7 separate regions of the Mus musculus genome follow, and all the other regions are linked to region 6. A link is a contact called in public HiChIP or PLAC-seq and promoter capture Hi-C data. All regions are on one chromosome and are shown on one strand. The core of a region is the stretch at or near the end of the contact, and the rest is flanking DNA. Distances in the headings are between cores, read along the strand shown.

Region 1 (2,700 bases), core at 14-2,513, 490 kb before region 6:
GAAGAAGGTGTGTTGTGGGGACAGGTTAGCAAGTGCTGGCTTAGGAAGAACAGGTTAACTGCCACAGGGCGGGGAGCACTCAGTGTTAGAGCAAAAGCCCGAGTCTCATCCTCAGCACCACAAGCCCAAGGAAAGAGAGGTGAGTGAGGGAGGAGTGAAAACACACACACACACACACACACACACACGAGAGGGGTGGGGTGGGGGTGGTGGTGGCGTGTAGATTTAGTCAGATGTAATGACGTTGGTTCTGCTAGGTGTGGTGATGTTTCCTGTGGGCAAAGGCTAGTTTGCCTGAGTTTATCAATAGCTTTTTCAACTTCTATCTTAATTTCTTTAAACAGCTGTGCTTGGTGGAACTCTAAGGCAGGGTGGGTGTGACCTGAGACACACAGAGAACATGGATCTATCAGGCTGGGTGATGGTCCATTTGGTAAAGTGCCTGCCTGCCACACAAGCTTGAGGATCTGAATGAATGGAACCACACTGACTCCCAGCACACTGTGGCCTGCACTTACAGGGGCCAGATCCTTGCTTACTGTCCAGCCACTTAACTGGTGATTTCCAAGCCAATGAGAGATGCTGTCTCAGAAGCAAATGGATGGCTTCTGAGCAAACACAGTCTACTACACACGTGTGAAAACACACACACACACACACACACACACACACACACACACACACACACACACACACACACAGGTATGCTCAGAAGACAGAAAGCCTTGTGATTTTGTATTGTGACTTTACTAATGTGAGGCAGAAGCGTAGCTGTTTGGAATCAGTGCTCTGTGTGTCCAGAGGCCTTTCTTTTCTTGGCTCAATCTCCACAAACACAGCCACGTCAAGATTACATCCTCCCTTCTCTTCACTGTCTTAGGATGTCGAGAACGTCTTTAAAATGCTGATGCACCTTGTGGACATTTATCAGCACAGGTAAGTAGAGAGGCCAAAGGCAGCTTTGTTTTCCACACAGCTCTGGGAGGAATGGTGGCTGTCCCTGCTGGCCACAGCTTCCTGCACACATGCTGCCTCACTGGGGAGATTGCAAACCAACACCACGCTTTCCAAGCCATGAAGCGCTGTGTGTCCAGCTCTGGCTGATCAAGGTTTGCCCCTGCTCCATTTGCTGTGTGTCCCTTCACGGTACTTCCCGAGTCCTGGCTTCCATCTGGAGGCAATCAGGCGTTTGGAGAAGTCAAACGTGATCGTATGACTTCCTGTTCCCCTGGCTCTGACCAGGAGCCGAGCACAGGCAGTTGGAGGAAGGGTGAGTTCTCTCTCACTGTTTGAGGGCTACAGTCCACACCGGTGGGGAAGCCCTGTCAGGGGAGCAGGAAGCAGGTCTCGAGCTGCATCTGAAGTCAGGAAGTGGGGAGAGACCAGTGCTGATGGTCAGATCTTTTTCTGCCTTGACTTCAGCCTGCAGCTGCCATGAGTTGGAGTCACAGACATTTGTTCTGTGGGGACCCAGACTTTAAGTCCTCCGATAGTACAGCAAGTGCTTTTGACTACTGAGCCCTTTCTCCAGCCTCCACCCCCTTTTTCTTTTGCAAACTGAGGATTGAAACCCAGCATGTCAGGCATGCTGAGTAGTTAAACCCCTGCTTGCCCCGTGTGCAAACACACTCAGTAAACACGAACCAGCACGTGTAGGCCAGGAGACACCCCACACAGAGGACCCGCTCTTTTTAATTTAACCTTTTTCTTCCCCTCTTCGCTATTCTCATTTCTCACCTATTTCAATGATTTCTCTGTACTTTTTTTGGGTAGGATCTTTGGGGAGAACCTGCTACAGATCTACTTGACTGAGTGTTTGACCCTCCATGAAACTGTCTGCAACATCACAGCTAACCACCAGTTCTTTGAGATTCCTGCCCTGTCTGCTGAGCTTATCTGTAAACTGCTTGAGCTCAGTCCTCCAGGGGTGAGTGGGACTTGTTCGTCTGACACTGTATTGGAGGCGTAGGCTTCCGGTAACCTCAATTTGAAAGGGAATCCGAGCTGATTCAGCCATGAGGGAGTTGACTGAGGCTCTCTGTTCCAGCTGAGCTCTCTCTGGGCTGGAGGCAGTTCTGGGGCTTGGGTTGGAGGGAGGGAGGGAGGTGGTAGGCCAGGCTTCTGATGTCCAAGGGCAAGCTAAAGAGCAGAACCCCACTGTTAACTGGGTACTTCTTTCCCACTGTTGACAGAACACACTGGGGACCATCCTACCCTGAGCACAGGTCCACTCCTTGTTTTCCCCTTGGGAACTTTAAGTTAAACTGAAGAGCAAAATTGGTGTCCCTAGAGGTGGCCCAGTACACCTGCACCTTCACCAGCTTGCAGTCCTTTGTGCTTGCCGGAGAGAGCTGCATTCCGTGGCTGCCTCGTCAGATCTTCCTACCTCTCTTTGAACTTGATTTTTTTTTTTTTTTTTTTTTTTGGTTTTTTGAGACAGGGTTTCTCTGTGTAGCCCTGGCTGTTCTGGAACTCACTCTGTAGACTAGGCTGGCCTCGAACTCAGAAGTCCACCTGCCTCTGCTGGGCGCCACCACGCCCGGCTTCTGAACTTGATTCTTCTTGTCACCTTCAGTTGCCTTGTGCAGCTGAGATAGTGTTCTCTCATTGTTGTGGGTCACTCCCCCACCTGAGTCTGTGCGCCTCCATTTGGAAATGCTAGCGGACTTTTTCACTGTCTTTTCACTGACTTTCTTCACA
Region 2 (2,700 bases), core at 144-2,643, 480 kb before region 6:
TTCTGCCAGAAATTTGGAGTGGCTGAAGACAGTGAAGGAAAGCCATGGATCTGTGGAGCTCTCATCTCTGTCCCTCGCCACAGCAATCAACAGCAGGGGCGTCTACGTTATTGAGGCACCCAAAGATGGCCAGAAGGTGAGCCTCCCAAAGTCCTGGTGCAGTTTTGTATGGCCCTGTGGTCTTGCTATAAAGTTATGGGACTCTGTGCAGGAACTAACTTATAAATGTGTGCTGCCCCCCAGATTTCCCCAGACACTGTTCTCCGCCTCCTCCTCCCTGATGGCCATGGTTACCCCGAGGCATTGCGCACCTACTCCACAGAGGAACTGAAGGAACTTTTAAATAAGCTGATGCTCATGTCTGGAAAGAAAGACCACAACAGCAATACAGAAGTGGAGAAGTTTTCAGAGGTGAGCAGATAGGTTTGTGCTGCTGCCCACAGGGGCCACTTTGGCGTCAAGCTAGGCCAGTCACTTTTGTTACTGAGCTATGGAAAGGGTCTGTGTAGGCTTTTGGTCAACACAGCTCTGCCATGGGTCTGCAGGATGTAGTACCCCGATTCACAACGCCAGAGACATATCTGAAGTAGGGTAGACCCTATGAGCAGCAGGTCCTCCTCAGGAGCCTCAGGAGGAACTGTGACCAGCTGTGGAGAAGAGATGGCCAACAGATATTCTTAGAAACAATCACCTCACTGCCTCCATACTCCTGTTGAGGTAGGAGGGTCTTGAATTTGAGGCCAGTCTGGAAATACGAGACCATGCCTTTACATACAAACACACACATACCCATACAGTCTTTACATTGACATCCTTTGTCTTTCCCTGGACATGGTGGCACACATCTTTAGTCTCAGCATTTGAGAGGCAGAGGCAGGAGGAATCTTTATAAGTTCAAGGCCAGTCTGGTTCCCTAGTGAATTCTAGGATATCTAGGGATACGTACTGAGACCCTGTCTCAAAAAAAAAAAAAAAAAAAAACAAAAAAAACAAAAAGAGAAAAAGAAAAAGGCAAAAAGGCGATGGGTGCTCCTTGTTAAGCCGATCGAATAACTATGGAGAGGCTGTGGTGTGATGACTATTAGGCAGATTTCTGTGAAAAGTGAGCTAGCCTAAGCCCTTTACCACTCCAAAGGCTTAATAGCAGGCAGGTGTGTGTAGGGTAGTGTGTCTTCCCCACAGGCGTGTGCTTTGGCCTCATGGTTCCCTTTCCCCCAGGTCTTCAGCAACATGCAGCGGCTTGTACATGTCTTCATAAAACTGCACTGCGCGGGCAACATGCTGTTCAGGACTTGGACTGCTAAGGTCTACTGTTGCCCTGACGGGGGCATCTTCATGAACTTTGGCTTGGAGCTGCTGAGCCAGCTGACAGAGAAGGGAGATGTCATACAGCTCCTGGGAGCCCTCTGCAGGCAGATGGAGGACTTCCTAGATAACTGGAAAACAGTGGTCGCCCAGAAGAGAGCTGAACACTTTTACCTCAACTTCTACACAGCTGAGCAGCTGGTCTACCTAAGCAGTGAGCTCAGGAAACCCAGACCTAGTGAAGCTGCCCTCATGATGCTATCCTTCATTAAAGGCAAATGCACTGTCCAGGACCTCGTACAAGCTACCAGTGCCTGTGAAAGCAAGGCTGACAGATACTGCCTGCGGGAGGTTATGAAAAAGTTGCCCCAGCAGCTGCTTTCTGAGCCCAGCCTAATGGGCAAGCTTCAGGTTATTATGATGCAATCCCTCGTGTACATGAGTGCCTTCCTGCCACACTGTCTGGACCTGGATGCCCTGGGTAGATGCCTTGCTCATCTGGCCACGATGGGTGGCACTCCTGTGGAGCGGCCACTCCCCAAAGGCCTGCAGGCTGGCCAGCCTAACCTGATCTTGTGTGGCCACTCGGAGGTGTTGCCAGCTGCACTGGCCATCTACATGCAGGCCCCCAGGCAGCCCCTGCCCACCTTTGATGAGGTGTTGCTCTGCACCCCAGCGACCACAATTGAGGAAGTGGAACTACTCCTGCGGCGCTGCCTCACTTCGGGCTCCCAGGGGCACAAGGTCTACAGCTTGCTGTTTGCAGACCAGCTGAGCTATGAAGTGGGCTGCCAGGCAGAGGAGTTCTTCCAGAGCCTGTGCACACGAGCGCACCGTGAAGACTACCAGTTGGTGATACTCTGTGATGCTGCCCGGGAGCACTGCTATATCCCCTCCACCTTCAGCCAGTACAAAGTGCCCCTGGTGCCCCAGGCCCCGCTCCCGAACATCCAAGCTTACCTGCAGAGCCATTATCAGGTCCCGAAGCGGCTCCTGTCAGCAGCAACTGTATTCAGAGACGGGCTGTGTGTTGGCATCGTGACCTCTGAAAGAGCTGGCGTTGGTAATGAAAGAGGTCCCCTCTCCCAGATACTGCCCACTGACACTTCCTTCTCTAGCAAGGCTGACTCTGATGAAGCCCTTCTTCAGGGGTTTGGCTCTTCCTTAGCTGTAAGCCACTGAGAACTCTGTCCTCTCACAGTTCCTGACCACCTCCTTCAGACTTTGTTGCAGTTTCTTTCCTCTGGGAGTGCTGCTGGCTTCTGGCATCAGTGCTGGTTGTGGTTGAGTGAGAAAAAACCCTGACCATGCTTCAGTTGCTGTTTGTTTCCTTTCATCCTGTCCTCTCTTCCTTGAACAACCCTTTTCTGTTGGGAGAATTTGGTTCCCCACACT
Region 3 (2,700 bases), core at 38-2,537, 340 kb before region 6:
CTCCTCCTGCAATTCTCAGCTGGTTTCTATTCATAAGTACTGCAGCAATCACCTCCTCCCCCAACCCCAGGTCTAGGTAAAGTACATGCAATGACCTTCTTGGCTTTAGAGTGTGTCTGTAGGTGTCTCACTACGGTGGATAAGATGAAGACATGGCTCAGTGACATGGCTCAGCCCACCATGCCTGCCTCCTGCTTCACTCACAATTCTCTCTCGTCTCCCTGGCCTGTGACGCCACCCGTGAGCAGCATCTCTGGCCTTCCAAATATTCTGATTCCCTCTCTGTCATCTGGTCAGTGTAGCCCTGGCTGGTCTTGAACTCTCGGCCTTCCAGTCTCTGAGAGCTGTGGTTACAGGTATGCAGCACAATGCCTGGTTGCTCCCCATCCGCCCCTGCCACCGTGCACACATCTGTGGGTTGGCCATGGCTTGAACTGGATGTCTCCCTCGATGGCTTGCCACCTTATCCTCTGAGATCAGAGTCTCTCATTGAACCTGGAGTCGCTGAGTAAGTTCAACTAGCTGGCCATTGACCCCTGGGACCTTCCTGCTCCTGTCACCATAGTGCTGTGGTTACAGTCCCCACTCTGACACACTGCCACACCCAGACCTTCATTATTGTTTCTGTGTAGCCCTGATTGTCCTAGAACTTGCTGTGTAGATCAGGCTGGCCTTGAACTCAGAGATACTCCTGCCTCTGCGCGCTGAGTGCTGGGATTTAAGGTTCATGCCATCACCACCCAGCTGGTTTTTGTTTTTGCTCTTGTTTTTTCTTTTAATTACTCTTGCAAAAGAATATTATTATTGCCGGGCGTGGTGGCGCACGCCTTTAATCCCAGCACTCTGGAGGCAGAGGCAGGTGGATTTCTGAGTTCGAGGCTAGCCTGGTCTACAAAGTGAGTTCCAGGACAGCCAGGGCTATACAGAGAAACAGTCTCAAACCACCCCCCCAAGAATATTATTATTATTATTACTATTATTACTTTAATTTTGGGCTAGGGAGATGGCTCAGTGGTAAAGAGCTCTTGTTGCTCTTGCAGAAGACCTGAGGTCAATTCCCCGCACCCACGTGGTGGCTCACAACCATCTGTAATTCCTGTCCCAGAGGATTCTGGCTTCCAATGTGACTGCCATCATGTCCCCTGCAAGCGCAGTACAAGCTCTTAGCCACTGAGCCCTCTTTCCAGGACTCCACCCCCCATTTTTGAGGCAGAGTCCGTGACCTTGAGCTCCAGATTCTTCTGCTTCCACTGTCCAAGCGCTGGATTATAAGGGCTTTCTCTTTTGTCTTTTAAATGGCTTAAATAGGCCCTGTGCAGTCTTGGGGTCCTTTGTATAGCAGGAATAATAAGGCATGGGTGGTTGCAGTGGAAAAATCCTGATGCACGTTATTTAATTAAAAGCATTAACTTCCTCTGGCATTCAAGGCTGGAGGCACCCAGGAGAATGAGTTTTGTAAACACAAGGCCAGCCCTAACGCTCGCTCTCCCTAAGGCGCCTGACCAGGGACAAGTGAAGGAGTGTCACAATCGGCCTCCCAGTCTGGAGGAAGAATCATAAATGCCTCTTTCCCTCTGGACTGCCCAGCTCATCGCACCCCGCTAAGCAAGGTTGCTCACTGAAGTTTCAGAACAAACACAGTCTCCAAGACAGTCGGACTTAGAAACACAGACGTCAGTCCACCGTGGGACCCTACGCACAGCCCTGCGCATATGTGCACAGCCCACAGGTTTGGTAGTCGCTGGGAACGAACAGCATCCAGATGAGCGAAGAGTGTGAGCCTCCCCTGTCAGAGTCCCAGGAACAAGGGTGGTGAGGGAGCTACTGTAGAGGGGCCATTGGCATCTGGGAGGCCTGGGCAGGGGACCAGGTGACCAGGCCTGACAGGGGCGAGTGGCCTGACAGAGTCTGCATTGTTCTCCAAGTCAGGCTTCCTCTCAAATGCTGCCTCAGTGAGCTAAACAGAAGTATCTGAATGGAAGAGGTCCTTCACTTTGATTCTTCTTTGTCCCTGTTTCTGCTGTCTCCCTCCCTCCCTCCCTCCCTCCCTCCCTCCCTCCCTCCCTCCCTCGAGTGTGTGTGTGTGTGTGTGTGTGTGTGTGTGTGCTCAGTGAGCACGCACACACACCTGAGCATTGCCAGTTCCTTAGGGACTATACCCCCTTGCAACCTTTTTTAAAATTTTGAGACAGAATCTCTTATTTGGAATTCACCACACGGGTGGTCAGTGAGCTCCAAGGAGCCCCGAGCTTCGTCTCCCTAGTGCGAGGATTGTAGCATGTGCTGCTACCTGTTTTCTGTTTGTTTGTTTGGTTGGTTTTTGTTTTGCTTTGTTTTAATGTAGCTTCTGAACTCAGCTCTTCACTGACTGATTTGTCCCCTAAGCTCTGCGTTTCCCTCTTTGTTTTGTTTTCACTGTTTGAATTCCAGCATCATCGCTCTTGTGTGTGTGTGTGTGTGTGTGTGTGTGTGTGTGTGTGTGTAGGCATTAGCACCATGCTACGCATATAAGGGGCAGAGAGCAATTTTGTGCAATGGATTCTGGGAATGGAGCTCAGGCTGTCAGGTTTATACATCAAGTGCTCTGCACCCTCCAGAGTCACTGCCCTGGCTCTGCTGTTAGTTCTGAGACGGGCATCCCATGTGCAAGCTTGCTATGTAGCTGAGACTGACTTGAGATTCCCAGTCTTCCTGATTCTG
Region 4 (2,700 bases), core at 93-2,592, 310 kb before region 6:
CCCCTCCCCATGCCCTGAATAAACTCTACTCTATACATGTGGCTGGTCTCTCAGGGGGAAGGAATGCCTCAGCATGGGTCTACGGAGGAACCCCCTTTCCCCATTCCTCCCCCTCCCCCCATAGAACATATTTTTTCTGTCTTTATCTTTTTATAAACATACCAGGATCAGTCAGAGCTCACTCTCAGTGGTGGCTTGCAATGCCTTCACATCTTGTTTGTTTGTTTTTCAAGGCAGGATTTCTCTCTGTAGCTCTGGTTGTTCTGGAACTACTAGCTCTGTAGACCAGGCTGACCTCCAACTAACAGAGATCCTCCTGCCTCTGCCTCCAGAGTGCTGGGATTAAATACCAGGCCCAGCTTTCAACCCTTCTCTTAAAGTGGATTTTTTTTTTTTTTTAAAGAAAGGGTCTTATTTTGTAGCTTAGGCTGGCCTGGGCATCTTTACAAGCTAAATTTTTATCCTTTTAGTAATATTCTTTAATATTATCCAAACTTTATGGTTCAGGAACCTAAGACTGAGAAAATGCAGCTTGAAATTAGTAACATTGACTAACAGAGGCTCCCCTAACACCAAAGCTGAAGGTGGGCTCAGTTGTTGACTGAACTCTAGCTAAAGGTTAAGAGTGTTTCACTAACCGGGGCGGTGGTGGCCAGCCTGGTCTACAAAGTGAGTTCCAGGACAGTCAGGGCTATACAGAGAAACCCTGACTTGAAAAACCAAAAAAAAAAAAAAAAAAAAAAAAAACAAAAAAAAACCAAAAAACAAAAAAACAAAAAACCAAAAACCAAAAAAAACCAAAAAGTGTCTCACTCGCACCCTGGTTACGAAAGGCTGGCACCTCGTTACATTTACTTTATATTTCCATTGCACCAAAGCAGTTCTCAGAGTGTGTCAATATCTGAGATTTACTGAACTGAACCAGAGAAGTCAACAGCAGGGAGGCTTGCTTCTGTGGGCAGCTTTAGACGTTTGCACATGAAACTGTAGCAAAATAAGAATATACTGTTCAGGAAATAAAGTATATCAGACAAAAAATTCGTAATCGATGAAATCGGTCTCTTTTAAAAGTGGAAATATCAAAAGAAAGTCCCGATAGTCTTATGTGTCTAATATCAATGGTCTTTTCTGAGGCTTTTTAAAAATACCACCTTTTAAAATCATGACGAAACCAAGTGGTTTCTTTCTTTAATATCAAGGCACGAAGCTTTGTTTGTAGTAGCAAAAAGCTTTTAAAAATAACTGAACGGACATAGTTTCAATCGCAAATGGTCTATTTTACTAGTGGAGATCAACTAAGGAGAAAAGACGTGGTAACCTCGGTAACGGCGTGGGGGAAGGGAGGACGGAACACCGAGCTCTACGCCCTAGCAGGGGTAGAGCGGTGAGAACGCTCGAAGAGGTTTGGCTTATTGGACGCGCCGTAGATAGCGGTGCATGCTGGGCCTTGGCAATATGGCGTCCTCCTTGATGTGCTGATGAGAGGAGTTTTCACTGTGGCTCCAGAGCAGAGGGCAAAACTCCCCTGACCTAATAAGCCCAGTGTCCCTGTGCTGTCCGCGGGCCCGTGTCGCGTGTGTATCGGGACTCGTTCCTGGGTAGGAGAGAGCCACGAAGCAGAAGGCCAGCACGGGCCTGGCCGCGCGGCCCGGTGGCTGAGGAGCCCGGCTGCGGACGGGCACGATGGGCCGGTCCTGGCTCAGGTTGCAGCCCCTCAGGCGAGTGCGGGACCCGCAGGGCTGAGAGCCGCTGGGCGAGCCCCGAAGCCCCCCGATCCCGATCCCTTGAGGCCTCAGCCGGGCCAGCACAGTCGGAGAAGCCGCCCTGCGAGCGGGCCGGCCTGCCCGCCGGGAGCCACTGAGGCGTTGGAGGCCGAGAGCCGGGTCATCGCCGGGCCTGAAGTCTCTCCCGCCTCCGCCAGTCCCGCTTGCCGCCCTCCTGACGGCCTGCAGAGCTGCGGGGGCCGGCGACCGGGCGCGCGTGTCGCCGCTCGTCCGGGTCCTGCGGGCTTGGGTACCCACGGGCTCGCCACCCACCCCGCCCCCTCCAACTTCGCGCTCAGAGTTCGAGATAAAGATCTCCGAGGTTTAGCCTCAATAAGGATCTTCGAACGCTCTGCCGCCGTCTCTATTCCCAGCTTCCCGTTTTCCCGTATTTTATTTTACCAGTTCTGGTCCACACTAGTTTTTAAGGCTGGAGGTTCTCGAGCGCCTGCTGCCAAGGACTCCCCCTCCCCCTCCTCCCCTGATGGAGTCGGAGATGCTGCAGTCGCCTCTTATGGGACTCGGGGAGGAAGATGAGGCGGACCTTACAGATTGGAACTTGCCTTTGGCTTTTATGAAGAAAAGACATTGTGAGAAAATCGAAGGCTCCAAATCTTTAGCGCAGAGCTGGAGAATGAAGGATCGGGTGAGTGGCTTCTCATGGCACCTTTTTGAGTTCGTAGTTTTCCAACTAAGAAAGTTCTGAGCAAGGACAGCCTTTTTAGAAGGATGCGGGTATTTCGAAGACACATGTTGCACTAAAATCCAAAAAGCTATTCCAGACTCGGGTTTTGGCTAGTCTCTTCTCACCGAGTAGCGTTAAAAACGAGTTTTAATTCAGAGGGGGGAAAAACACCAAATTAGGAACTATAGTTTCACAGATACTTATATGCCCTTTACTACACTTAGTAGCACTTAGAGAAAAGACAACTTGGGA
Region 5 (2,700 bases), core at 156-2,655, 390 kb after region 6:
CTGGTATCACCTCCCTGCTCTGCGCCTTTCTCTGTGCCTTGCCCCCCACCCAAGTCCTAGCGGCCTTTAAACGCCGCATCAAGCTCCACACCTCTCCTTGGCTCCCATTTTTTTGTGAGGAGCCTTTCTAGACCTCTTGTGGTTCCCGCACATCTTCATCTGGACCACAAACTTTTCCATGCCTGGTCTGTGCCCGTTTTTTCCCCAGGGCGGGGCCCCAGGACACCAGTAAGCAGGACCCAAGTCCCTGAGACAGAGTTTAGGTCCCTACTATTGCCCTGAGACCACTCTGTGCCTTGCAGGCTGTCTTCTGTGGGAACAAAGGTTCTGCCCAGTCCCATCCAATCCATCCCAAGGCTGCACAGGTGGACGGCCTCAGGGCCTCACCTATGTTACATATGCCTACTGCTCACAAACGAAACCCAATGTTTCCTAAGACTCTATTCACACTTGAGTACAAGCGCAGGACACACTCCTGTTGCTGGGCCTCAGCACCCTGACACACCACCACAGCTATCCCCACCATTACCCCATCTCCCTACCCATAGCAGAAAATGGCTGCAGGCAGTGTTGGCCTGGGTTCCTTTGCTCCAGCTTGGGCCTCCATTCGGCCAGTGGGAAGCGCTGGCAAGCTGGTGCTGCACCACCCAGCACCTCCCTGTCAGGTCACTGAGTCCCCTTTCCAAGGTCACAGCTCCTAAACGGGCCTCTTTCTCCACTGCAACTGCCCTCCCTGTCTAGGGTGGAGGCAGCTCCCCTTGGTTGCCGGCTTGGGTACTAGACATCTCCTCCTTTAAGTCATGTATTTTCCATTTATTCAACTCTCCTCAAATGTCCCGTCTGAGGGTGCCATAAAAATGTAAGACCGTGTCAATTGCCCGTATCAAAAAACATTCTAGTATGTTCCACATGGAGTAGTTTGGAGGGGAGACTAATGGAAACGGCCTGGGGAGGACTAGCCCCCAAGCTTGCACAGAGGCCACCTCTCTTTGTGTCCCCAGGGCATGAGAGGAGGTGTCAAAACCGGACTCCATCCAAGAATGAACTGATGCCTCTGCCACTAAACAGCAGGACCGTGTCTTCCTTTCCTCCACCCCACCAGCTTCAGCCTCCGAGCCAAACCCAGGTGGCGCTCTTCTGCATCCCCCAACACCTCCCATGAGAGCGGGGGTCAACCCCGTGTTTGCCCTACCACCTCCCATCCGGGAGGCTCTGCACTCCCAAGGCGCCGAAGGAGCCTGACGACGCCCCCATGGGGACCGGAGGCTACGAGGTCCACTGGCGACCGCAGGGGATCCCCCAGGGCTGCACGGGTCGCCGTCAGGTCCCCGAGGCGCGCCAAGCGAGGCCCAGCTCCGTGCCCCGCCCTTCTCTAGCGAGGAACATCACCCCACGTGGGGTTGCGGGGGGGGGGGCTCTCAGCCTTGGAGTGTGATTGGTCGCTGTGCAGCCAATTAGAGAGCCTCTGCTGCTCAGGCCAAGCCGATTGGCTAAGAGAGGGCGGGTGGGACGGGAGTGGGGCGCCCTTTTGTTCTTTGCGCCCGCGCCGCGCGCCCGCTCCGGCCCCGCCACCTGCGCGCCCACTCCGGCCCTGCGCGCCTCCCGGAACCCCCCGCTTGTTCGCACACGCGAACTAGGAGCAGCCGCCTGCAACGCAGCCCTCTTAGGGTCTGACCTTGGACGAGCTCTTTCATTCTCCGTTCCCGGGTTTCTTACCCTCGTTTTCTCCTTGTCTCCTAGGAATTGTGGCGAAGAACAGAACCAACCTGGCAGCAAGCTTGGAATGTTTCTAAAAACCTAACATTCAGTGATAGAAGAGGGGCTCTGGATCTTTCTTAAGAGTGAGGCCACGTGGGAAACTGCTTAGCGAGAGAGAATCTTTACCAACCTGATCCTGTTTGCAGAATGAGCTCCGTTCCTATCCAAGACTCACACGGGCTCCGTGGGAATGGGACAGAACTTCTGCCCTGACTGCCCATCTGTGCTAACTCTTCCTAAACCTTCAGTCAGTCAGTGGTAGTAGTGGACTCTGTCTGGAGTGGAAAATGGTGCCTCAGAAGCCCAGAGCCAGCAAAACTCCAGAGAGAGAGCTTTCTAGGCTGAACTGGGGGAGTCAGGGAGTCAGGCAGGTCTGACCTCTGGTCCCAACACCCTCCATCTAGAAACTGCTTCAGCCCTTTACACAGCAAAGCTGTGGCTGCGGAGAGGCCACAGTGCTGCGGGTTGTGGACACAGGCACCCAGTGTCCACACAGCCTGTGGGGTGCGGGGTCAGTCAGGGAACCCTCAGTATCCCCATAACATGAGTGGACTTAGTGAAGCTCTTGCTCAAGCCTAGGTTGGTGAAGGAGAGAGAGTATGGGGTGTGGAAGTGCATTTCCAACGTCCCCTCCTAGAACCGGGCGTCTACAAGACCCTATCAGAATTTAGAGTGCCTTCCTAGCAAGTGATACAGTGAACTGCACCTCCCAACAGCCTGACACTAGTGGGTTCTGGAAGGTCTCTCAGCCCCAGGCCTCTAGCAGGTGTCTGTCCTAAGGACGGGGTATTTGAGGCTACATCTGTGGGCTCTTCTTCCCCTGGGTGGCTGGGAATGGTGAATGTCTGGCGGGGCAGGTGGGGAGGACAATCCCCACCCCATGAAGTTTTAAGCACATTCCTCTCCTGCTGTTTTGAGCCCAGAGAACCTCTCTGCTGGTCA
Region 6 (2,700 bases), core at 88-2,587:
GCCAGAGATACCCTGGACCTGCACAAGACCTCTGTCCCACACCCCTGAACATGCCCTTGGTTAGGGCATGAGAACCACACAGGTCGGAAGCTCCAGCCTTCTAGTAAGTTCTGCCCCAGTACTGCCCTTTATAGTCATGTTGACCACAGGGACAGGGTACCATTACTGCGATTTTATGGGGCCAGTTGGCCCACAGAGCATTGGAGACTAAGATATGACAGCTAACCATCAAAGTCAGTGGCTGAGCCCGATTAGGGCAGCTGACTGTACAGAGAACCCTGGGATAAAGGGTTCCTGGCTAGTTAGAAGGCCCCTTGGAATCAAATCAAAACAAAAAAACCAACCTCTAGAAACTGCTTCTAAGTGACAGAAGGAGCTAGAACCCTAGGTCTGGTAGCCAGAGCCTGCCCCAAGTCCTTACCATGGACTTTACTCTCAGCCTCTCGTGCTGTTCTTAAAACCAAGTCAAGACTGGGAGCCTCTTATGCCTAAGGAGTCACAAGAGCCACTGCTGCGACACCGGAAAGCCCCCTCCATGCCTTCTGCCCTTGTTTACTGAAGGAGTTGGGGGTGGGGGAAGGGAAAATGCAGGCAGTTCAGGAATCAGAAGAAGCTGCCTGCCGAGGGATAGCCACTGGCTTTACTGGATTCATAATGTGTTGAGCCTGAGGCTAAGACTGAGCCCTTCGTTCAGAAAGGTGTAAATGAACAAGAATGCTTAGTAATTGGCCCAGCTGCTTGTACTGTCTGCCTCCCGAAGGGATATTACCCGGATGATTGCCGTGGGGAAGGAGAACTCCCCTCCTAGCAAAGGCATTGAATTCAGGACAGTGGCGCCCTTTTTGGGGCTGTTAGGGTGTAGAGCCCCACTCATGAGTGTCTTGTCCCCGCCCCCTGACTCACCAAGGGCCTACAGAGGGCAGGTGTGATCAGAGAATCCCTGGGGTTAGTGTGTCAGTCCCAGCAACCGGGCTGACTCAACGGTAGCCTAAGGACTGTCCACAGTGAGGAAACTAGGGGACGAAGGTGACAGCGCCGAATGGCAGGTGAACGCTGGTGCACACTTCTCAGCAAGCACTTGTAGGTCCAAAACACTGGGTGTGTGTATGTTCTGCGCCAGCGGGGAGGGGGGCGTCGGCTGGGCGGTTTTGAAAGTCAGGAAGCCTGATTTAGGCTCACTCCTGTGAGGTGCTCTGAATTAATCACAGTCCCATCTGATTAGCTGAAAGGCCGAGGGAGGGCGTTCGCATCGCCTAGTAAGTCCAGCGGTGCGCTGCGCTAGGGACGAAGCTGCTTCGCGTTCTGAGGCGCGTGGCTCCGCGCGGCCGCCGTAGGTCGGGCGGAGTACGGTGGCCGCAGAGCGGCGGCTGCGACGGGTTCGGCCGGCCGGCGCGGGGCCGCCATGGGCAACCTGTTCGGCCGCAAGAAGCAGAGCCGAGTCACCGAACAGGACAGGGCCATCCTGGTGAGGGGCCTACGGCGGGCAGGGGGCCGGGCCCCGTGGGGGAAACTGAGGCGGGAAGCGGAGCGGGCCGCGCTTCCGGTGCCATGGCGCGCCCAGCTGCAGACTCCTGGACCAGCCCCGGCTCGGCCCGGAAAGACCGGGATTGTGTCTCGGGGCTGAGCGCCGATCCGTGAGAGAAGGTGCCAGGAAGGAAGCCTGTGGCCTTGGCCTTGGAATCCCAAGCCATAAGTTATTGAAAGTTCCTAGAAAAAGCCCCCAGATAAAGATCCCGTGGGCGTGGCTTTCACTAAAAGTCTCAGCGTGATTCTTACTGGGAAAGGGTGCTCGTCCCCCATCTCTGCAGCCTCTGTGTGAGCTGGAAGCCCCCGAGACACTCGTGTCTCAGGACACCGCCCTCCATCTCTAAGTAAAACTGTCACAGAGGTGGGTCCTGCGGACAGGACACACCTTGTCTGCTCCTCTGTGGAATTCGGAGGCTCAGGACACCACTGTCAAGCACACATCTGAACAGTCCCAGAGCGCCAGGCACCAGGAAGGAAAGTGCCTAGCTCCAGGTGCTGCTGCTGCCACTGCCTGACCTGCTCAGATTGCTTGGTCTCCAGAGGCACAGTCTGGCCATCCTGCAGCTCCATTTGGTGCCCCTGTCTCCCCAGGCAAGATGCCTGATGCTTTGTAAACAGCTGGCAGAAATAACCACCCGAGAAGAGCATGGGTAGCCTAACTCAAGGTCTCCAAACCTAAAGGGTGGAAATAGTGAGCACTCTCTGTCATGCAGTTGATGCCCACCGTGGGGCAGACCCTGTAGAGGACACTGGGTGAAGGTGGGAGACCCAGAACCACACCCAGGCCCATGCTCAAACACACACACACACACAAAACACGCTAGCAGAGCTCCCCAGCTAGCCTGTTCTCCTAGGTAACCTACAGTCTATGGTGAATGGTTTCTCACTAACTAAACCTTAAAGGTGCCCATGGCCTTCACTTGAAATAGTCTGCCTCAGGGTTTCATTCTGTGTGTGACATGTGCCCAGGGCCTGTACCTGTTCATCATGGCTCCGCCTGAAGGGTCGGCATTTGGACACAGAACAGAAATGGGCTGAACAGGAGGACTGAGCGCACTTGGCTAGTGGCTGGGGAGGGGGAGGCAGAAGATGTCAACTTCAGACCCTTTGTTACATTTGAGCCTCCCAGGGCCTGGTGGCCACAGCAGTGACCCACAGAGTTCAGGCTGATCA
Region 7 (2,700 bases), core at 89-2,588, 460 kb after region 6:
CTGGTGGGGTGCAAGTGGACAACTCCACCTCACCAATCTGGCCTCTGGGCAGAGGCTCCTCCCCTGCACAGGGACGCTCAAACAGCTGCATCTTCCACTGGGTGGGGCCCTGTGCCAGGGTGACCAGCATATCATCCAGCACGGTGAAGGCACAGAGGGCAGCGTCAGGGAGGACACACGCATCCGGGTCCACATGGATCACAGGGTAGGGGGGAGCCGCTTCCTCTTTGTCCTCACAGGCCTGGCTCCCAGACCTTCAGGAACAATGGAAGCATAGTCAGTATTGGGTGGGGTAGACTCACACCGTGCTCAGCAGTAACCTGACTTGCTCTGAGTAGGCTAGGCAGGAGACATCACAGGCCATTCAGCAGGTAGGTCTCTCTCTCTCTCTCTCTCTCTCTCTCTCACACACACACACACACACACACACACACACACGCTTGACACAGGATCAGCCAGAAACATAGCTCTGCAGATCGAGGCAGCTTGGGAACTATTCCCAAGGCTGCCTGGGCTGTGCACGGTGAGTTCTTCCAGCACAAGCCAAGGGACACGAGCTTTTGCCACTCACTGCTTGCCAGAGACACCGTCTTCTGAGACCCACTTCCAAGAGGTCTTGCCAGGCACCGGAGGGCAGTGATAGCGGTGCTCCTGGTTGCAGACTTCACTACCTGAGCCTCAACAGCTAAGAACTTCACAAAAGCAGACACAACTGCCACGCCTGCATATGCACAGGTACTAGAGAGCGGGAATGGGCGGCCTAGACCGCAGTCCTCTGCTTCCTACCCCAGTGTGTTGTCAGTGGCCGTCAAAGGGACTACTACTGGGACAAACCTCTCACAACTAGGAGGACATGAAAGCCGGCCTCCCTGGGGACCCGACTTGTCACTGGCCGGCCGCGTGGGGCCACGCCCCCTCACCTGTCCAGCGAGTCCAACGACAGGCAGTAGATGCCAGTCCGGGCACACAGGACGTAGAGTGCCCTGCGGATGGCCAGGAGCTGCAGGTGCCATACCTGGTCGGGAAACTGGTACACCGCCTGGGCGCCAGGAGAGCGAGGTCAGGCGAGGGCACACGCGGCCCCGGCTCACCTCGGAACGGCGCCGCCCGCCCGCCCTCCCGCCCTCCGCTCACCGTCAGCAGCCCGCCCTCCTGGTCATACACATAGACGAACTCGCGTCCGGTGGACAGAAAGACCTCAGCCTCATGCCGCAGCACAAACGGCTTCCCCGCCGCTCGGCCTCCGAGCGGGCAGCAGAAGTCCGACAGGTAGTGCACGCGCGAGGAAGCGCCCGCCATCCTGCGGGCGCCGGGCCAGAGCTCAGCCCGGAGGGGCGGTGCCGCCTCCAGGCTTTACGGCCGCCCACGGCGCGGCGCGGCCTCCGCCGTAAAGCGGCCGCTGCGGAGGCGTGGCCGGAGCCTGCTGCAGGGGCGGGGACAGTTGCTCTACGGTCCGCTAGAGGGCGGGAACGCCCCCAAACACCGTGGCTTAGCAAAGAGCCACAACGGGAGGCACAAAGCCAGAGGGTAGCCAAATAATGCAGTCCTGCAAGTTCACTGGGGCCCGCGTCAGGGCCCTTGCCTCGGATCACCTACCTGTTGAGCAGAGGTTGCTCTGGTGCAAGGCTTGTATGCAGCACTTGCCCTGGCACCGTTTTGTGACAGCACTTGAGAGCACCACCCGTATAGCACGGGGTTTCAGGAGTAGGGTGGCACAGCACACCATTCAGTCCCTTGATAGGGAAAAAGGTGCTTCAGGCCAGCCATCCAGAAGAGCCTTTGCTCCACTCATGAACGCGGCAGGATGTGATTCTACAGCAGAGGATGCTGAAAACCCTAATGAGCTGGGTCTAAGGGAAACCACATTTTCTTCAATGACAGCTCTTCTTGGGGCTCCCTGAGGGAGCAGGCGGAGAATCCTACCCTGGAATGAGGCTCCAAGTACAAGATGAAATACTACTCTTCCAGAGCACTCATCAGAAACTAGACACCACTGCCTATGCTTCTGAAGTGGCAGCTACTCGGAGGGCTGAAGGCAGGAATACTTGAGTTCGGAGCCAGCGCAGGCAACCTTGACTCTTAAAAGAACGTTCATCTGAAAATTACAGCGGACAAATCTACAAAGGTGTGTGGGGTCACAACCAGGCACAAAACGTCCTGTGAACTTAGAGAGCATAGTGTAACCCTAGTGTAGATGTCAGAACAACATCCTGGGGCTGGAGAGACGGCTCAGCCGTAAGAGCACACGCTGTACTTGCAGAAGACCCAAGTTTGATTCCCAGCATCCACATAGGGAAGCTCACAACCCCCAACAGCTCCAGGGGCTCCTACATCTTTTACTAAGGTATTTATGTGTACAAAAGCATACGATTAAATAAATAAAAGCTGTGTGGTGGTATACACCTTTAATCCCAGCACTCAGGAGGCAGAGGCAGGTGGATCTGAGTTCAAGGCCAGGCTGGTCTACAAAGCTAGTTCTACAACAGCAACGCTTATGAAAACAAAACAAAACAAAAAACAAAAAGCTCTGTCTGGAACTGGACACCCCCCAGCCCCAAATATTTATTTCTTAGGCTTTATAGTTGTAGCCTGTCTGTGCTTCCAGAGTACTGGGAATAAAGGCACAGACCACTATGCCCAGCTGTAAATTAAGTGAAAACAAAAAAACAAAAACCAACTTTAACCCAAGGGTGAAGCCTG

The links. Promoter capture Hi-C pulls out the DNA fragments that hold promoters and counts their contacts. HiChIP or PLAC-seq counts read pairs in DNA pulled down with a chosen protein or histone mark.
Region 1: a contact with region 6 is called in a promoter capture Hi-C map of embryonic stem cells, with 4 times the contacts expected there. The contact joins the enhancer-like site here to the promoter of Chmp6 in region 6. A contact is called at or near these places in 4 of 39 promoter capture datasets (the SN4741 cell line, embryonic stem cells, liver and 1 more), 5 of 15 datasets of contacts at CTCF or cohesin (the NIH/3T3 cell line, embryonic stem cells, large pre-B cells and 2 more), 12 of 484 Hi-C or Micro-C datasets (the G1E-ER4 cell line, bone marrow-derived macrophages, differentiating embryonic stem cells and 3 more), 15 of 115 datasets of contacts at active chromatin or transcription factors (T-cell acute lymphoblastic leukemia, bone marrow-derived macrophages, embryonic basal ganglia and 8 more) and 3 of 9 other capture datasets (adipose tissue, liver and pancreatic islet).
Region 2: an H3K4me3 HiChIP or PLAC-seq map of the SCID.adh cell line shows a contact between it and region 6, with 6 times the contacts expected there. The contact joins the enhancer-like site here to the promoter of Chmp6 in region 6. A contact is called at or near these places in 10 of 39 promoter capture datasets (the 3T3-L1 cell line, the C10 cell line, the SN4741 cell line and 4 more), 4 of 15 datasets of contacts at CTCF or cohesin (embryonic stem cells, large pre-B cells, pro-B cells and 1 more), 11 of 484 Hi-C or Micro-C datasets (the G1E-ER4 cell line, bone marrow-derived macrophages, differentiating embryonic stem cells and 2 more), 19 of 115 datasets of contacts at active chromatin or transcription factors (the 230-238 cell line, the SCID.adh cell line, T-cell acute lymphoblastic leukemia and 11 more) and 3 of 9 other capture datasets (adipose tissue, embryonic stem cells and liver).
Region 3: a contact with region 6 is called in an H3K4me3 HiChIP or PLAC-seq map of stem cell-derived neural progenitor cells, with 5 times the contacts expected there. The contact joins the enhancer-like site here to the promoter of Chmp6 in region 6. A contact is called at or near these places in 1 of 39 promoter capture datasets (the SN4741 cell line), 1 of 484 Hi-C or Micro-C datasets (bone marrow-derived macrophages), 10 of 115 datasets of contacts at active chromatin or transcription factors (the 230-238 cell line, bone marrow-derived macrophages, embryonic basal ganglia and 5 more) and 3 of 9 other capture datasets (adipose tissue, embryonic stem cells and macrophages).
Region 4: an HNF4G HiChIP or PLAC-seq map of pancreatic cancer cells shows a contact between it and region 6. The contact joins the promoter of Rptor here to the promoter of Chmp6 in region 6. A contact is called at or near these places in 22 of 39 promoter capture datasets (the 3T3-L1 cell line, 3T3-L1-derived adipocytes, the C10 cell line and 13 more), 4 of 15 datasets of contacts at CTCF or cohesin (the NIH/3T3 cell line, embryonic stem cells, large pre-B cells and 1 more), 16 of 484 Hi-C or Micro-C datasets (the AML12 cell line, the C2C12 cell line, Sertoli cells and 10 more), 29 of 115 datasets of contacts at active chromatin or transcription factors (the 230-238 cell line, the NIH/3T3 cell line, the SCID.adh cell line and 17 more) and 4 of 9 other capture datasets (adipose tissue, liver, macrophages and 1 more).
Region 5: a contact with region 6 is called in a FOXA1 HiChIP or PLAC-seq map of pancreatic cancer cells. The contact joins the enhancer-like site here to the promoter of Chmp6 in region 6. A contact is called at or near these places in 3 of 39 promoter capture datasets (embryonic stem cells and hippocampal neurons), 1 of 15 datasets of contacts at CTCF or cohesin (embryonic stem cells), 20 of 484 Hi-C or Micro-C datasets (B cells, the Ba/F3 cell line, the G1E-ER4 cell line and 8 more), 10 of 115 datasets of contacts at active chromatin or transcription factors (the SCID.adh cell line, bone marrow-derived macrophages, effector CD8 T cells and 5 more) and 4 of 9 other capture datasets (adipose tissue, embryonic stem cells, liver and 1 more).
Region 7: a contact with region 6 is called in an HNF4G HiChIP or PLAC-seq map of pancreatic cancer cells. The contact joins the promoter of Faap100 here to the promoter of Chmp6 in region 6. A contact is called at or near these places in 1 of 39 promoter capture datasets (the 3T3-L1 cell line), 1 of 115 datasets of contacts at active chromatin or transcription factors (pancreatic cancer cells) and 1 of 9 other capture datasets (liver).

What each region holds. Positions count from the first base shown.
Region 1 is chr11:119,418,293-119,420,992 of GRCm38.p6, forward strand. Rnf213 (ring finger protein 213) reads left to right here. Exons shown (of 68, transcript NM_001040005.3): 12 at 1-7; 13 at 881-936; 14 at 1,774-1,927. Among named protein-coding and RNA genes, the nearest start is that of Mir1932, 29 kb to the left of the region's middle. Within about 2 kb of position 1,264, at least 56 of the 459 cell types and tissues checked have an H3K27ac peak or open chromatin away from gene starts, as enhancers often do. A contact at or near this core is called in T-cell acute lymphoblastic leukemia, bone marrow-derived macrophages and pancreatic islet, where this site is marked.
Region 2 is chr11:119,434,693-119,437,392 of GRCm38.p6, forward strand. It overlaps Rnf213 (ring finger protein 213), which reads left to right. Exons shown (of 68, transcript NM_001040005.3): 24 at 1-136; 25 at 244-411; 26 at 1,219-2,368. Among named protein-coding and RNA genes, the nearest start is that of Mir1932, 46 kb to the left of the region's middle. Within about 2 kb of position 1,394, at least 42 of the 459 cell types and tissues checked have an H3K27ac peak or open chromatin away from gene starts, as enhancers often do. A contact at or near this core is called in the 230-238 cell line, the SCID.adh cell line, pre-B cells and 1 more, where this site is marked.
Region 3 is chr11:119,571,319-119,574,018 of GRCm38.p6, forward strand. No RefSeq gene overlaps it. Among named protein-coding and RNA genes, the nearest start is that of Gm11762, 24 kb to the left of the region's middle. Within about 2 kb of position 1,288, at least 17 of the 459 cell types and tissues checked have an H3K27ac peak or open chromatin away from gene starts, as enhancers often do. A contact at or near this core is called in neural stem cells and stem cell-derived neural progenitor cells, where this site is marked.
Region 4 is chr11:119,601,563-119,604,262 of GRCm38.p6, forward strand. It overlaps Rptor (regulatory associated protein of MTOR, complex 1), which reads left to right and starts at 1,343. Exons shown (of 34, transcript NM_028898.3): 1 at 1,343-2,409. The coding sequence starts at 2,248.
Region 5 is chr11:120,303,851-120,306,550 of GRCm38.p6, forward strand. No RefSeq gene overlaps it. Among named protein-coding and RNA genes, the nearest start is that of Mir6935, 42 kb to the right of the region's middle. Within about 2 kb of position 1,406, at least 315 of the 459 cell types and tissues checked have an H3K27ac peak or open chromatin away from gene starts, as enhancers often do. A contact at or near this core is called in B cells, the Ba/F3 cell line, the G1E-ER4 cell line and 12 more, where this site is marked.
Region 6 is chr11:119,912,473-119,915,172 of GRCm38.p6, forward strand. Chmp6 (charged multivesicular body protein 6) reads left to right here and starts at 1,338. Exons shown (of 8, transcript NM_001085498.2): 1 at 1,338-1,465. The coding sequence starts at 1,403. It overlaps Gm39485 (a long non-coding RNA gene), which reads right to left and starts at 1,340. Exons shown (of 3, transcript XR_003949830.1): 1 at 904-1,340.
Region 7 is chr11:120,377,408-120,380,107 of GRCm38.p6, forward strand. Faap100 (Fanconi anemia core complex associated protein 100) reads right to left here and starts at 1,339. Exons shown (of 10, transcript NM_027980.2): 1 at 1,135-1,339; 2 at 921-1,039; 3 at 1-254. The coding sequence starts at 1,299. Nploc4 (NPL4 homolog, ubiquitin recognition factor) reads right to left here. Exons shown (of 17, transcript NM_001195023.1): 17 at 2,391-2,700.